Regions from separate parts of the Mus musculus genome. Here region 1 is linked to region 2. The links are chromatin contacts, called in public promoter capture Hi-C maps. All regions are on one chromosome and are shown on one strand. The core of a region is the stretch at or near the end of the contact, and the rest is flanking DNA. Distances in the headings are between cores, read along the strand shown.

Region 1 (2,739 bases), core at 144-2,643, 1.8 Mb after region 2:
TCTGGTCTACCCCTATAATCGGTATCTCCCAAGCTCTATAAACCAGTTTATTACTAAAGCCATATCACCCGATTATCCAGGTGTGTCTCTGAGAGGGGATAAAAACCAGATTATATGGCACACAGGTGGTATATCAAATATAAAAAGAAAATCACCAAATTAAATCTGAACAAAACACTACCCAATTGGCTAGACTCAAGAAGACCCAGCCCTCAGAGTAGGAACCAGGGGGAGCCTTGATTCTTTTATTTCATAATATTTTGGCAGTAAAAAGAAAAATCTTTGAAAACTATTATCCATTTTACTGTGGGTTTGTTAAATGAGTTTTATTCTCATGTTCTTTCTTGGGTCTGTCGATACTCTCACCGCCCCCACCCCTACCCCACCAAAAGAGGTGGCAGGTGCACTTTTAGGAGTCAATGACCCGTGTCATTGCCTGATACTATGTTACAAAGCAAAACTGCCTAGTTAAGACAAAGAACTGGTTGAAAGAGCAGGACATAATAAGAGCAAGGTCTGATTTGATGGTTGAAAAGGCTTGCTTGGGGGTAGTGTTTGTTTTCATATATTTTCTTTTCTCTAGATGCAGAGAGAAAGACTCAGACAGTGAATATCGGTTTGAACTCTACACTTTGTCCTGTAACCCTTGGGGACTGAGTCTGCCAACTCTGAAGCCAACGATGCAGAAATTCATTCATTCACAGATATTAAGGAACGATCTACTGTCTCCAAATCCTGAGCAAAAATGGAACTGAAAGATGAGCAATGCCTAGTTCTCAAGTAGCTTACTCAGAATTCACTCGACATAAGCTGTGGTTGTTCCCACCATGTTCCTGGGTCATGGTGATCTTGATGACTTGCTAGCTAATGCAAGCTCTGTGAAACTGTGTAAACAATAATGGCCAAATCCCTTAATGGTGTAAAGGGAAGGGTGGTAGAGAACAGAAGTGGGGAATGTAAGCCACATTTTCAACTAGCTGCCTTGTGTCAGATTAGAATCAACTGTCACAGGTCTGCATTTTCCCCTTACTTAACAGCTTATGGAAAGTGGAGACCCGTGGGTAAATCGGGATCCACTGGTCTACAGCATCTCCTCTGTGGCTATAGAGAAATGTACTGGAGCAGTGCCTGGCACCAGGATCAGTTTCTATTGGGGGAGAAGCCAGTGTGTGTGTAGCTCAGACATGGGTGCACGCAGGAAAAAGCAGCTGAGATGATTCTGGGGAAACACAGACGTGGCTCTGCAGTCAATTAGTGAGGGCGAATGAAAATGAGGTCAGTCCTCGGATGGCAAGTCCCAAGAGAGGCAGTGAGATACCACAGGAACCCCTCCACGCTCCATTCTTGGTAGCCTCAAGGACACACTTCTAAAAATAGATAAACAATACCACTCTGCTGGAGATTTCACAACTGCTGGCCCAGCACAAACTGCTTGGCTTTGGCCAAGCCAAGATGCAATGAAAACCAGCCAGGAGGCTGAGCCAGGAAGCTTAGCATGACCAAGGTCAGAAATCCCAGTAACAGCATCCCTCTGTCCACAGCCTTGACCACAGAAGCGTGGAGACCCACCACCCCAGGTCCTTGCTTGAGCTGTTCTGCAACTCAGAGAGCTCTCCTCTAACACCCGTGGCTACCCGAGACTTCATTTCAGGGACATAGGAGCCTGCATCAGTGAAATGTTGCCTCAAGGACTAGAAAATTAATGAGCAATGTCCACAATTCCAGTAGAGAGGAAAGCTTGCAAGCATGAGGTGGGGGCGGGGCCGGATAAGAAAAGGGTTCAAAGGGGAAGTAATTACAAACACACGAGAGGAGACAGATCATAGTCCCAGCTGGAAATGTGGGACAGCAAAACATGAGATCTGGCATTCCATCTGTGGGCTTAAAATCCATTTTAAAGTTGACAGTTCTATGCAAGTAAAAAATGTCTATTGTTATGATTGATATAAAGAATCCAGCTGGGCGGTGGTGGCGCACGCCTTTAATCCCAGCACTTGGGAGGCAGAGACGGGTGAATTTCTGAGTTCGAGGCCAGCCTGGTCTACAAAGTGAATTCCAGGACAGCCAGGGCTATACAGAGAAACCCTGTCTCGAAAAATCAAAAAAAAAAAATCCAAAACTTCGGGGCTGGAGAGATGGCTCAATGGTTAAGAGCACTGACTGCTCTTCCAGAGGTCCTGAGTTCAATTCCCAGCAACCACATGGTGGCTCACAACCATCTGCAGTGAGATCTGATGCCCTCTTCTGGTGTGTCTGAAGTCAGCTACAGTGTACTCATGAATAAAAATAAAATAAAAAGAATCCAAAACTTCTCTCGAGTCCTTGGTGTCCTCCTATGAGGTGAGGTAAGATCGTCCTCCTCTCCCACAACACTTTTCTTTTTAACCAGATGAAGAACATGATTTGGACGCTGCACGCTAGAGCGGCGCTTACAAGTTACCGACCCAGAGGCTCCTTGCCTGACTTGTGGCCATGGTTAACTGTATCAGCCGGATTAGCTTGAGAGTCAGCGAGTTCTCGAATGAGTTGGAATCACCTAAGAGCATCTTACTTTCTCATCAGTTTCTTCAATACAGCCCTGTCTGCCTGATTCCTAGACATGGTAATGCCCTTAGGCGATCGGGGAACCATTTTCACAGCTCTGAGGCATTAAATAACAGCCTCATTCTTTGGATAATGAAGGATACGGCCCACTTGGAGTGTGTCTGCGAGAACCTATCCAAAGCTGGGTGGCATCAA
Region 2 (2,870 bases), core at 190-2,689:
ACATCCTTTGAAATATTCTGACATCAAGGAAGCAATAAGAGAACGATGTTTCTTGGGAATGAGGAATGAAAACGGTGACTTAGTGAACATGCCTTTCAGAGAGGAGGATGAAGAGCGGAGATGTGTGTGTGTGTGTGTGTGTGTGTGTGTGTGTGTGTGTGTGTGTGAGAAAGAGAGAGAGAGAGAGAGAGAGAGAGAGAGAGAGAGAGAGAGAGAGAGATGGAGGGTTTAGGTATTATTGTGGAAGGATGAAGAAAGCAGGGTCCTGGGGAAAAAACATGTTGGGAGATGAGGAACACTCAAAAACATCAGAATGTCCGGGGCAGGGACCTGTCCAGTTCAGCATGTGTCACTTCTGTGACCTTCATTGTCATTATCAGCATTGCCAGGGAAGCTGGCCCTATGTGCCACATTTACTTTGTATCTGTGTGTCACATGTTACATTGTATCACTTTATTTCCATTTTGCAGATAGGAAAATGTAGGCACATGGATGAGATATGACCAGAATCAGGCTTATGAAAGTCTTCCCAGGTGGCACACAGCCCACACTTTCATTACTGTAGGGCACAGCTCTGTTGTTGGCTGTATCAGAGGGAGAACTAGAATTCCATTATGTAATACCAAAAGGATATTTCGAAGAAGCGCAATACCAAAACATTTCGAGAAGAAAAAAAAAAAAAAAAAGGCAAAACCAACCCACCAGCGTCCTATTGGCCAGCAGGCTGCATAGGACAAACATCCTGCGTCTTTGGATGCTAAATCAAACACTGTGACTCCCATACCACAACAAAACCACAGAATTAACTGCCAGTTCTCTTATTGGGTATGGAGGCCCCTGAAGAGTTTCTCAGGACAGATTCCAAAAACATGAATCATAACTCAGTTATGTCATTTTGGCTCAGAAACAGACTCACATTAAATGCGAACACTGATCTCTGTCATGTCTAACTCCTGATCCCCAATGCAACTTAAAATCCAATGCAAACGAACAAACAAATCACCATTAGGGCAGAGATGGGAGAATAGGGCTAGCCTCTGCTCTGCAAAAATAGCAAGATGTGAAAAGCTTATACAGTGAGCGTCTTGGGTTTGCTGCAATAGAAAGGTTCTTTACGATGTTACATTACAAACTAGGGGGCTTCTGGAGGCTGAGGCTGTGAAGGGGGCAGTCTGCCTCCTCCGAGTTACTTCTCTGAGTTCACAGCAAAATAAACAAGTGGTGTAGACAGAAAGGGTGAAATGGAAAGATTATCTTGCTTGTAATTGCTGTATTTACCTGATGGATGTGAGGGTAGGCTTTGGGCAACTTGGTCCAGAACCGCTGCAGAGCTGAGCATTCAAACTGCGGCTGGCCTCGCGGGACCACTAAGCTGCCTGTTGCTTCAGCTGCTTCCCAGATCCCATTGGAAATCCCAAATGGCTTGCGAGCCCTGAGTGTGCCTCAGCCGTCCACACCCACCTCCGCTTGCGCTTGCGTTGCCTGAATGGCTCGGGTTTCTTCCACTCCTGCAGCCTCTGGGAACCCAAGCCTTGTGCAGGCAGAGGCTGCTCCTGAAACGCTTCCAGATGTGCTCGTCCTGAAGGCAGGGCAGGTTGGCTGGCTGGGGCAGACTTCCTCTCTCGGCTTTCTCTTGCAGTCTGCGTGTGAAACTCTCAGCAAAACAGGGCTGTTCTGGAGTAAAAGCTGCAAACCTAGGGAAGAACAAATGTTTGGAAAGTGAATTTATACCGTCGTGCGTCTAGTGTAAATTTCTAATTTCAGCCAGGTTCTTGCTGAGAATCTTTGAAATCTCCTGTGTGTTGAAATGTTACCATGGCAAATCATGTCTCAGACAACCATCGTCTTTTATTGAGGCTGTGATAAAGACAGAAGCTTCCAGGTGGGGTGTATTCCCTCTGGAGGGGAGAGGCATCAGTCAGGGGGCAGACTTGGTGGCAACACTGCTGTTCTGTGGTTTTGCAGTTGATCCCCAGAAATGTAGGAATGGTACCAGAGCTTTGCCCAGGATCATGGAACATATTCCACAATGGCTTCTCTCTAACTTTCATAAGGAACTCCTCGATGGCTGCCTCCATCACAAGCAGTCACTTCCTTCCAATCACATGGAACTTTGAACATTGATAAAAACAGATTCATACCTTCTGCTTCATTTTGTTCTCTCAGTGTGTTAGGTAAGCTAAATTTTGCTCCACATTTCAGATTCCAGCCAAATTTGGGTCCTCTGAAAGAGCAGCAAGTGCTCTTAACCACGGCCACAATTTTCCAAGTTTTAAATTCTTTCAGCCTTCTCTTCTGTGATATTCCTTGAGCCTCACATAGAGACGAAGAGTTGATATAGAGTCCAGATTAGCGCTTAGCACTCAATGCAGTTGTCATAGTTCGTATCGTTTGGGGAGACTCTGGCCTCCCATAACCATTGACTCATAGGGTGTTATCACATGCCTGGGATTTTCATTTGATAACCATGCCTTCTGGGAGTCACATTGCCCACTCATGAGGGTATCAGATGTGGTAGAGTGGTCCCTCAGACAGGTCCCAAGGCAGTACCACAAACAGGACTGTAGGCTGATGCCTGTTCAGTTCAGTTCACTCCCAAGATCACCTCATCTGTACCTCTCATCTACTCAAGAGGATGCCTGGCATTGAATTATTCTACTATTGGATAAGTGGATGATTGGCATGAGTTTCAAGACTGAAATAGTAACTGTTTTCATAGGACCTACTTCTCATATTAACTGAAATCTCTCTGGTCATTATTTTCGAACCCTTTCCTCTGGTCCCTAATGTATGACTCCCAGTCCCTTTCTCTCCTATTCCTGCCATGCCTTGAGGACACAAGAGGTTTCTTATCTATGACCAGCATTTCC

The links. Promoter capture Hi-C pulls out the DNA fragments that hold promoters and counts their contacts.
Region 1: a promoter capture Hi-C map of pre-B cells shows a contact between it and region 2, with 4 times the contacts expected there. The contact joins the enhancer-like site here to the promoter of Glt8d2 in region 2. A contact is called at or near these places in 6 of 39 promoter capture datasets (the 3T3-L1 cell line, hippocampal neurons, liver and 2 more).

Annotation. Positions count from the first base shown.
Region 1 is chr10:84,479,713-84,482,451 of GRCm38.p6, forward strand. No RefSeq gene overlaps it. Among named protein-coding and RNA genes, the nearest start is that of 4930463O16Rik, 7.2 kb to the right of the region's middle. Within about 2 kb of position 1,394, at least 64 of the 459 cell types and tissues checked have an H3K27ac peak or open chromatin away from gene starts, as enhancers often do.
Region 2 is chr10:82,689,211-82,692,080 of GRCm38.p6, forward strand. It overlaps Glt8d2 (glycosyltransferase 8 domain containing 2), which reads right to left and starts at 1,440. Exons shown (of 10, transcript NM_029102.3): 1 at 1,279-1,440.